Linked DNA regions of Sus scrofa: region 2 is linked to region 1. The links are chromatin contacts, called in public HiChIP or PLAC-seq maps. All regions are on one chromosome and are shown on one strand. The core of a region is the stretch at or near the end of the contact, and the rest is flanking DNA. Distances in the headings are between cores, read along the strand shown.

Evidence for each region. HiChIP or PLAC-seq counts read pairs in DNA pulled down with a chosen protein or histone mark.
Region 2: a contact with region 1 is called in an H3K27ac HiChIP or PLAC-seq map of skeletal muscle. The contact joins the enhancer-like site here to the promoter of NRP1 in region 1. A contact is called at or near these places in 2 of 5 promoter capture datasets (fetal skeletal muscle and skeletal muscle), 6 of 47 Hi-C or Micro-C datasets (adipose tissue, brain, embryonic fibroblasts and 3 more) and 2 of 2 datasets of contacts at active chromatin or transcription factors (alveolar macrophages and skeletal muscle).

Annotation. Positions count from the first base shown.
Region 1 is chr10:56,427,315-56,433,019 of Sscrofa11.1, reverse strand. NRP1 (neuropilin-1) reads left to right here and starts at 2,188. Exons shown (of 18, transcript XM_021064971.1): 1 at 2,188-2,609; 2 at 4,234-4,740. The coding sequence starts at 4,668.
Region 2 is chr10:56,756,422-56,762,126 of Sscrofa11.1, reverse strand. No RefSeq gene overlaps it. Among named protein-coding and RNA genes, the nearest start is that of NRP1, 330 kb to the right of the region's middle. Within about 2 kb of position 3,621, at least 4 of the 83 cell types and tissues checked have an H3K27ac peak or open chromatin away from gene starts, as enhancers often do. A contact at or near this core is called in skeletal muscle, where this site is marked.

The DNA.
Region 1 (5,705 bases), core at 939-3,438:
AACAATTCCTTTTTTTTTTTTTTTTTCCTTTCATTTTAAGGCCACACCTGTGGTATAAAGGAAGCACCCAGGCTGGGGGCTGAATAGGAGCTGCAGCTGCAGGCCTATGCCACACCACAGCAACACCAGGTCCGAGCCACATCTTCAACGAATGCTGCAGCTTGCAGCAACACCAGATCGTTAACCCACTGAACAAGGCCAGGGATCGAACCTCCATTCTCACAGACACTACATTGGGTTCTTAACCCACTGAGCCATAACGGGAACACTCCAGCAACAATTTTTAACTGTAGGATTTTTTTTTGGTAGTTTTTAAATAATTTTTTACTGAGTTAAAAAATTCTTTAGCATTTTAGTTCCCTATGACTAAACTTTGAGATAGTCTTTCCATATTTGATTGCTCAAATTATACTTTACTGACTGTCCTACTTAAAAATAGTCCTTTCGAAAGGTGAATATGTTCTAATGATGTTGTTATTGCTTTGATAAGTGTTTCTACTGGTTATTATTATTTTAATTTTTATAATGAAAAAATAATTCAACAACGCAGAATAATCTATGATTATTCTTTCAGACAAATAATATTTTTCAAGTTCTGGCCCTAATGTCTAATACCAACAAATCTTTTGAATCTATTCACATATGTCAAAATTTAGCATTGTCTTCCTACATCTTGTTATCAAACAAATGTTCTGCATTCCAGAAAGTTTACATTGTAACTTTGTTTTAATTTTTAGATGACTGTCTTTTCTCCAACATTTGAAGAATTTTCAAGGTACCTTTTAAAAGGCCCAAAATGAAGGATCAGAAAGTAAAAGTTTATTTGTTCATTTTCTTCTTTCCTCTGCCAGTCCAAATAAAGGAGACAGCTCTACATGAGGTCCAAGACACCCCTTGAACAATAGAGTCATTTAACAGAAGTGCCATTTTTAACCAAAATCTTTTGAATAATGGGAAATTAACCTAAATTCCAATTTTTAATCTTTTCTGTTTCACTTCTTTCATTTTTTACATTTCAGATGTAGGTTAGCTCCTACTAAAAATATGCTGAAATATGTGGATTTGATGCTTTAAAAAAAAACTTGACTAAGATTTGATATAGTTCTGAAATACCAACCTGCATCTCCATATGCACCAACCTGAAATACTTTGAGGAAGTTAGTGGCTCAAACAGCCTTCTGGGAGCAGTGGATCTCACCTTATTTCTGACAAATTGATGAGGGCTTGATGAAAGAAACCATACATTTACCACCCAGTCTGTTCTTAATGATGGGCCTAGGTCCCAGCCCAGCTCAGGCTTTCTTCATGTAATAACCCCTTCCTGGGAGTCCACGGAGCAGGGCATCGCCCATCCGAGGCCTCTGCCTGGCATCTGGGAAGTATGGTGATCCATCTGCCCTTTAGTGGAACAGGGTCCCACCTGGTCTGGGATTTGTGATGGTGGGAAGAGTGATGTGCTCAGGAGACCAAAATCAAATCAACCTAGGAAGACTGCCAAATTCTTCCTCTGTCTATAACTTACCCTCACATATAGGTCGGTCTGTCTCCCTTGCCGGGAAACTGCAGAAATCTAAAACTGACCCTTTTCGGCACTTAGTGGGATCCAGCAGCAGAGGAAAGAGGTTGTTAGCAAGGACAATTTGCTCCGTACCAACCCACTAGCAGGCAATTATCAATCAGTGCGGTAGGGCTCCCATTACCCAGCACTACGTGTGTAAACTCCGGAGTCGAGAAAAGCCTCAGATCAGCTAAGACCAGAAAAATCAGAGGCATAACTTAAATACGATATTTCCCCCAGAGTACATACTGCGTGTCTTGTTAGTTGGTTGGAGAAAGGCTGGCAAAATGCTCAACGAGTGAGCAAGAAAAGAGACAAGGGTTTTCTGCGCCTGGGCCCGAGGGAGGAGCCTATCCCTGGGAAAGGCGGGAGGGCGCGGGAAGGCGGCGAGGGCGAGGTTGCCGAGCGGGGGTAGTGCCTCCCTGAGTGCAAGGTCTGGTGACTTTGTCAGCCTGGTGGGTACAGGCTGGGAAATGCACACTCAGCAGGGAAAGGGGAAGAGAGATTGGCGGCAGTTTTCTAAAAACAACACAGCTCAAGTCTTCGCCTATGCCCCCTCGCTCACCCCGCGGAGGCAGCGACGGGTCAAAACCGGTCCCCGGTGCGCGCGTGGCCGCGTAGTTCCCACTAGGAAGGGGGTGGGCGTCCGTGACTCCAGGACGCCCCCGAGCTGTGCCGCCGGCTTTCCTCTTCTCTGTCGACCCGCCAGGTTCGGAGAGGCGCCTCTCCCTCCGAGCCTTGGGCTGAGGTCGCCCGGGGTCGCGCCAAATCTGATGACGCCGCTCGTCCCGAGCAGCCGGGCACTGGGACTGGCGGGGGTGCTCCGGGAACTGAGAGGAAGGCTGGGGGGAGGCGTCGCGCGCCCGCGGTCGCCAAGCGCCTGGGCTTCCCTCCGCGGCGCCGGCTCCCCCGGGTCTGCGCAAGGCGCGACTGGCGCCCCCTCTCGCCCCGCCACTGCCCCTTCCGCTCCACCCCGGCGTTGGACTCCCGGCCTAGTTCAGCCACCTTCCCACCCGGCGTGGGGGTCTCAGAGCAGAGCAGGAGGAAACCGGTGAGGGCGAAAAGGCGCTCGAGAGGGAGGGCGACTCGCAGCACCCAGGGGGCTGGTCTCCAACTTGGAGGCGGGGACTTCCCCGGGCGCAGGCGGCGAACCCGGGGTGCAGCTCCGCGCGGCCAAGGGCCCGCCTGCGCCCCAACCAGCGCGCGTCACGGGCGTCCAGCCGCGACCGCCACCGCCGAGCCCTAGCTTGGGGCCCGCGCGCCCTGGGCTGCCTCTCTCCCTTCCCGCCCCCAGTTCTTCCGCCAAAACCTTTGACCAGGGTCTCCTTGCCAACATTCCTAAATCTTTTTTTTTTTTTTTTTTTTTTTTTTTTGCCAGCTCTTTGCGCCAGGTAGGAATAGGGCTCTGCTTTGGGGTGTGCACAGAAGCGCGGTTTCCAGAAGGTGTCTGACCTTTTCACCTTCCCTGCGAACTCCTCCGCGGGCATCTACCCCTCTCAAGGGCCTGATCTGCGGCCAAAACCTGTTTGTTCCCTGAGATGTCCTTGCTATTCATATCCGCAGAGGCTTTCTGCAGCAGTTCCCGGAAAGTCCTCGGGGATGGAACTGGGGGGCATCCAACCCACAGTGAGGACGCGCCGCCTTAGGAGGCGGGGGTGGGCAGGAGCTGGAGGGCCGGCGTGACAATGGCCTGTGGCCCGAGCGGGCGCCGTGAGAGTCCTGCCAAGAGCAACTCCCGCCCCCGTTCTCGCTGGTCCGGGATGCACACAAACCGCGGCCACCGGACCCCTAATTTCCAAACCCGGAGCACCTGGGTTCTCAGTCAGAAGGCTGGGCGGGGTCAGGCGACGACTGCCCCCTAGCTGGAAGGCGCATTGCCTCCTACCCTGTGGCGTCCCCTCTGCCCCGGAGGAGAGGGCACTGTATCTCGGGTAACAATGGAGCCCGCGGCGCGCGACGGGCACCCGGGCACGCCAGGCGCCCAGCCGCGCGCCCCGATACCCAGTAGGGAAGCCGGGTGGTTCTGCAGCCCAGCCTCTCCCGCGCGAGTCTTCTGACTCGGCTCTACGTGGCAGCAACACGGGGTGCGTCCCCCACCCCAGCCGAGGTTTCCCCAGCCCCTTAGGGACTCGCCCACAGAGCCCGGGGCGCCCTGCTGCTCCTGCCCCAGGTCACGACCCCGCCGCCGCGAGCGCCTCCCGGGGGTTCGGAGTTGGGAGAAGCCGCCACCACCTCCCGGGCGCGCCGCCTGCCTCGGCGGCAGAGCCCGAGATCCTGGGCGAGCTGCTCAGCTCTCCCCTGGAGCCCGAGCGATCACGCCGAGGTGGGCTAGCCCGACCCTGGCGCTGCCAAGACCTCGAAGCCCCCTCCCAAACACACCCGCTCTCCCGCCCTGGGCAGATCCCCCGGCGTCTCCCTTCACCGGGGAGAGCCCTGCAGGGCCTGCGGAGAGACGGACAGACGGATGGGGAACGCACACGGAGGGAAACTTGTTCCTCCGGGTCTCCTGTCAGGCAATTGCTGGCGAGCCCGTGCGGGGAGAGGGGCGGGAGGAAGGGAGGGAAGGGCTCCAGAAGGGGAGGGGGCGGAGGAGGTGGGGGAGGCGGGGGTGCAGTTGGTGAAACTCCTCCGTCTCCCGCTCATCTTTTCATTGCTTGCTCCTCTCCTCCGTGCAGACACCCCGGACCTCCCCTGGGCGCCAGCTCCTCGGCCCCAACGGGTCCAGAAACAAGCCGGATTTTTTTTCTCTCTTCTTTCTGGAAATTGGCGTTGGTGTGTGTTTCCCTACCTCCCTCTTCCCCCCTCCCACTCCCCCCTTTTTTTTGAGACATGGCCCGGGCAGTGACTCCTGGAAGAGGAACAAGTGTGGGAAAAGAGAGAGGAAACCGGAGCTAAATGACAGGATGCAGGCGACTTGAGACACAAAAAGAGGAGCGTTTCTCTCGGATCAAGGCAGTGCCTCGCCGCTTTCCTTTCTCCAAGACGGACTGAGGATTTTACAGCTCTGGGCGGAGTGGAAACGCTCCGGATTGTGGAGATCGCCCCGGCGCTCTGTTTTCCCCGCACGTTCGGTTCTCCCGCGCCTGCCCGAGGACCCGGCGAAGGGAGGATGGAGAGGGGGCTGCCGCTCCTGTGCGCCGCGCTCGCCCTGGCCCTCGGCGCGGCCGGCGCTCTTCGCAACGGTAAGTGACAGGCGGAGGCGCGCGGCCGCGGGGGTGAGCCCGGCTCCGGCTGCCTGCGTCCGGCCGCCGGACCCGCGCCGAGCTGCCTGGATCCACCGGGAAGAGCGGCTTCCCGCGCGAAGGAAACTTTTATCCAGGCGGAAAGAATAAAGAAATAAGGTCTGTCGGTGGAGGGCAGGGAGATTGCAAGTGCTCGGGCTCCCTCCTGAAGTTGGTTGTTTGGCTGCGGGGCTTTTCCTACCTCTGCTACACGGCAGAACTGCCTACCTTGCCATATCAGCACACCAATTATCTTAATAATGTTTCCTCCCAAAGGCAATTAGATGAGACTCCCTTTCAAAAATCTGATGGCTGTTGAAAGTTAATGAACGAACACTTTACCGGGAGAACTTCCTGGTTCTCTGGCAGCTCCTCCGAACTGTTTCCTCTAGTGGGTGCCTGCAGGAGAGAGCGGTTTGCTGGTGGATGGAACTCCCTCCTCCGCTTTTGCAAATCGGCCGCGATCCATCTGGAGTATGAATGAAAGTTACAGCGTGTCAATAAAGGAATCCGATATATACAGTGCTAGGCACCAGGATATCTGAAAATCCCTAACCTAGTTGCAGCTTCCACTTAGCTTTTAAAACCACTCACTGTTAAGTAAATGGAAGACCGTGCTGGGTTATAAACAGTATCCCATAATCTAAATAATGTGTTTAAAAATGGGATCTGGTTGTAGGCATGTTTGACTTCCACTGTAACGTTGGTGGAGGAAGGGGATGGCATTATCTTTACAGGGAGTCTTCTGCAATTATTATTAACTAATTATCAAATATTTACTTTTGTCTGGCTTAGATTTCAATCAGAGTAATTAGAAGGAAAGACCCTCCGCCACTTAGCCACTTACGGTAGTGTGTTGTTTTAATAAGAGACCATGAGTGGAGGGGTTCAGGCCAAATCACATCTTTAGGGTGGAAGTTAATCTC
Region 2 (5,705 bases), core at 2,372-4,871, 330 kb before region 1:
TGCATCTTCTGATCCCATGGCCAATTCTTTTCCCTCTACTGAGTGTCCATATTAAAAGGAAAGCGAGAACATATTTTATAAAAAATACACCCGTTCCAGGTAATCTTTCTGTAAAACATCACAAAGAATCGTCTTCCTCATTGACATTGAATCAAGGAGCACTGTGGACCTTGAGACTTTTTTTTTTTCTCTGTTCTTCTGCCTTTTGATAAGTGAATGATCACATCACCCAGGACAGACCAGGCTTCCGCTTTGTTCTTAAACCACCCCGTGATGACACCAGCTATGGGCAAGCGCTGGAGGCAATGAGTTCTTCATACCCTACTGCTGTGAGTTGGTACTTTCAGCACCGTCACAGAGAAAGTTAGAAACAGCATATCTACAAGGGGGGAATTAACTCTTTCAGATTCATGTCATGGAATGTTTGGAATACTTTGCAAAAGGTGGGTCAATATATAGAGACATGGAAAGATAAGCAAGATGAATGTTTTTGAAAAGAAAAACAGTAAATATAGAATAATACATATCGTAGGAACTATTGCACATAAATAGAATGCTACCCACCAGATGCACTGTGTGTGTGAGTGTGTGTGAGTTTGCCTGTGTATAAATAAAGGTCTGAAAAAGTACAGGGAAAATTAACTATTGTATTACACACATTTCAAAACAGAAAGTAGACGTTGCAGGGAGAAAGTGCAATTGGGAGGAACTTCAGTTTTATTTGTAATATTTAAAATTTGGATAATTATGGAGTTCCTGTCATGGCTCAGTGGTTAACGAACCCGACTAGGAACCATGAGGTTGCCAGTTCAATGCCTGGCCTCGCTCAGTGGGTTAAGGATCCGGTGTTGCCGTGAGCTGTAGTGTAGGTCGCAGATGCGGCTCGGATCTGGCATTGTTGTGGCTCTGGCGTAGGCCGGCGGCTATAGCTCCAATTAGACCCTTAGCCTGGGAACCTCCACATATGCCACGGGTGCAGTCCTAGGAAAGACAAAAAGACACCCCCCCAAAAAATAAATAAATAAATAAAATTTGGATAATTAGAGTTTATTACTTATGCATTTTATTCATGTATTTATTGCTTTGGATTTACTTTGAATGTTGCACTATTACATCATTATCTTATTTACATATTATATATTTATTTATTACTTACATGTTTTGTTTTTGTTTTTGTTTTTTTGTCTTTTTGCCATTTCTTGGGCCACTCCTGCAGCATATGGAGGTTCCCAGGCTAGGGGTCTAATTGGAGCTGTAGCCGCCGGCCTACGCCAGAGCCACAGCAACGCGGGATCCGAGCCGAGTCTGTGACCTACACCACAGCTCACGGCAACACCGGATCCTTAACCCACTGAGCAAGGCCAGGGATCGAACCCACAACCTCATGGTTCCTAGTCGGATTCGTTAACCACTGTGCCACGACGGGAACTCCGACTTACCTGTTTTTAAAAGGCAGCAGAAAAGCTCTTGGGATCAGGATCGAGGTACCCAGCAAGCACTCGCTGCTGTTGTCATAGCAACTGCCAAGTGTGGTACGCCGTTTCAGCCTCTTGAATCCTGGACCACAGATCATCTTCCTTCCGTCAAGTTGACATCTTTCCCCTTTCATCTGCAGTGTATGCTTCTTTTTCCGAGGTGGCCCTCCTGTTGGGCCTTTTGCAAACTCCGAGAACACAGTCAGCATTTCCTGCCTGTGGCTTGCTGGCTGGCCTCTAACACAAGGCAGCTTCCCCTTCTCCCTAGAGGGCAGGAAGTTCTCAGCTCTGCTCTCACGGCTGCTGGATGGCAGTTGTGCTCACTGGTGAACACACGTCGCTTCAGGACTGCAGGGCCAGCTCTGTCCACGTCTTATCAATGGCACGCAGGGGTGTTCCTGTTGGCTGAGAGGAGAACATGAAGATGTGCTTTTGGTTCTGAAGATGATTTTGACCTTGGGAGAAAGTGCCCGTCCGGAACGTGGACACTGAGTTCTCTGCAGCTTATTGCAGAGCAATACGGACGTGCAAATGTAGAGATTTAACAGCTCAAGCCAAACATACTTATCTACCCACAGTGGGGGGGAAACGTTCACAGTAGATTATGTGAACTGTCGATCCAAGTTCTTTTTAACACATGAAAACAGCTGTCTTACTCTTTTCACAAGTCAGCAGGCTGCAGAATTCTATTACCTGAGTCAAAGTTAACACAATTTTTAAAAATTAAAAAAAAAAAGTGATGAACTTTATCATGAGAGACAAATAGAAGATTCCATCTCTGGATGGCGGCAAGAGGCCGAGGTTATGGGGATGCATCTATGGGAAACGGGACAGCTATTCACAGAGAAGGCGAGAGACCTTTGCCTTCAATCTCGCTCTTCGGCCCCGTTGTGTTCCTCATATCAGGTCATGATGTCAGTCTCACCCCCGTCCCCACTAGTTGAACCCTGGTGTGATATTCAAATGATGGCCAGTGCCGGTGGGTTCTAGAGGCTTTGCCCTTCTTGGGCAATTTCCTAACATTTAAAAAAATGTCTTTCTTAGGTGGTTTCCATCCACACAAAATGATGAAAAGCATATGCTGAGCAGAACACAGCACCAGAGGATGACGGAAGAGACGGGCGTTCTTGGAAATAGAGCATCAGTCGTCTGGTCCTCCGGCCTCTGACCTGCCGGGTGGACCTCCAACCTGATGGCGCCTTTACTGGCAGCAGCCCTTTTAGTCCCTGTGGCAGCCCACCCCCGAGTGCCCGGCTGAGTGCAGTTTCCTCTCTCCTGCCATGGGAGCAGGACCACCTTCTGGGCTCCTGCTCGCCAAGTCTGGATGGAGGGCATCCTGGAAGCCCTGCCCGATCTCAAGGGAGCCTTGAGAAGACACACACCCACCCCTTCCCAGGTCAGGGTCATCTGAACACTAAAGCACCCCCTCTGCCCTGAGTTTTCCAGGGCCCTGGAGTTACGTACAAGTCAAATTCCTCCCCTTTCAGTGGGAAATGTCCCTGCTGTTTTGTCTGTGTTTTTTAAGATACTGCATTGTAGTCAGGTGTAGGTTTGATGTGAGCTATGGAAGAAACAGGCTGTTAGACCCAAACCCTTGATCTTGGCTCTGCGTGGGATGTCCCATCCTCAGGGCAGGCTGACGAGTGGGACTTGGGGCCTCTCCCCACCTTCCCTGTGCTGAACCACAGCTTTGGCTGCACCACCGCTGTCGAGCTGCTGCAGTGGCCTCTGTCTAGGTCTCCAGGCATCTTCTCCCTTGCCACCTGTCCCCATTGTCTTTCCCTGATTCCCTTGTGGTACCTACTGAATAAGATTAAAATCATGCCTAACGTTGGAGTTCCTGCCATGGCTCAGCAAGTTAAGGACGTGACAGTGTCCATGAGGACGCGGGTTCGATCCCTGGCATTGCCGTGAGCTATGGCGCAGTTCGCACACACGGTTCAGATCCCTCATTGCTGCGGCTGTGGTGCAGGAAGGCAGCTGCAACTCCGATTTGACCCCTCGCCTGGGCACTTCCTTTTGCCAAGGGTGTGGCTATAAAAAGAAAAAAAGAAAAAAATAGATACCTAATTTTAGTATACAGACGCCTTTTACTATAATCTGCCCCCGGAGCAGGTGCGCCCGAGGGATCTGAGGACCCCATCTCACCCTCACTCAAGAAGAACAGCTGGTACTTCTTCCACCGCTTGGTTAGGAAGACATTCTTTTCAAAAATCACGAAGGATTTCATCTTTATTAAGTTACGGATTTTGTTAACATTTGCATATTTCTGGATTGTTTTTAAAACTCTGGACTATATCCATGGGATTTGTGGAACTAATTGGAAACAAAATTTCTGATATTCAACCCAGTCAGGCTTTCCCCACATGCTTGCTTCTTTGGGGGATTAGAACTTTCTCCAGCTTGTGGACAGGACAGACTGCAACTTCAACATCGGGACAAAACATGGGCTTCCCAGTGGCTCTGCCAGCCCCAGACAAAACTGGGTACACTGCCGTTGTATGCCTCACTTCATGATTGTCTCAGTAATTTCTGAGCTATGTGGAAACAGCTACCCAAAGGTACACACACACCCACACACACAGAGGGGTGCACAGACATCCAGGCTTGTTTTCTATGGGGAAAATCATTTAACTTCACTTCGTGCAACCGCAGCTCAATCCAGAAATGAACGGACTGAACCCCGCTTTAGCACAAGGCGGGAGGCAAGACTGCACAACTGAGCAGCCCACGTATTTACTGTTGCATTTGCCGTTGATTTTGAAAACAAACAAATGTGTATTGACGCAGAGCAATCTAAAAATTCAATTCAGGCATACTGACTTTTTCACACTTAGGCTTCAGAGAGTAGCTGAGAAACGAGAGATTCCACCAAGGATGGAAGCGTGCCAGGCCCGGGGTGTAGAGCACATGCGAAGGCTTCTCGTCTCAAGTGTCTATCATGGTTTTTTAGCACCAAGCGAGCGCTCTGGTTGGTGCTTTGAATGTCTTAAGGGCAGGGCTGAGCACCAGCGCTTGTGGTTCAGCACCGATTGGCCTCTATCAGGATATATGCCAGCCCTCCGTCCCCACAGCCTCTGTGCTTCACCAGACACCTGTCGGAGACAAGTGAACAACGCTCCCTGGCCCAGGGTAGCCGGTAACCTAGGGTGAATCGGCAATGATGAGAGATCTGAGAAGTACTACTTGGGCCAGGCTTCCCAAATACAGATGCTCTTTTTTGGTAGATGCATTATCTCAGGGATTCCACATCTTTGGGTAACTGCCTCATTTTATCACCAGGGTTCTACTGACCTCAACTCGCCTTGTCTTCAAAAAGTTTATACTTTAGACCCATGAACTGGCAGGTCAAGAGAATTAAAATTATTGTTCTCTCTCTTTTTCGGGTCATTTTTTTAGAGCTGCACCCCTGGTATATGGAAGTTCCCAGGCTAGGGGTCGAATTGGTACCACAGCTGCAGCCTACACCACAGCCACAGCGACACAGGATCCAAGCCACGTCTGTGGGATCCGACACCGCAGCTCTCAGCAATGCTGGATCCTCAACCCACTGAGAGAGACCAGGGATCGAACCTGCGTCCTCATGGATATTCGAGGGGTTCATTACCGCTGAGGCACAACCGGAACCCCAAGAGGATTGTTCTCTCTTGTGTGTTTACAAAGCTGCGAGTTTTCCGTTCCAGTCATGACAAGCCTCCCAGGCTCGGACCACGTCGAGGTGACCTAGCGCTGACCGTCCTCTGGGCGTGCGGTGCCGGGAGAGCTGCCATGCGGGGAACTCGGGGACTGTTTCAAACAGGTGCTTCTTTGTGCAGCTACGGAACAGTGTGGTCCCAGATCACAGGCGACCGTCATTTCATGCACTGAATGAGCGGAGTAATTATAGGTTCTGAGGCGACAGGGACTGTGGATTGAAGCCGCCTTGGTTTGGGCTTGCTTTACGGGGGTGTGTTTTAATTATATTTTTAATGGCCTAGAATTCACAAGAAACTGAAAAGACTGTACATTGATATTCTTTCTGGGGATGTATTTGTTGATTGTATTTGTTTTGTACAGCGATACAAGGAAGTGGTGACAAGGCTATAATTACTTCCGAGGAGTTGCTTATCTCCCTCTGAAACTGGTGGGTTTCTAGCCTCAAGATGAACCCCAATGTGCAACATTTTAGGGTGTTTATAGGAGGCAGGGGACAGTGCCCTTTTTCTTTTCCTTTTCCTTTTTTGGGGGGTC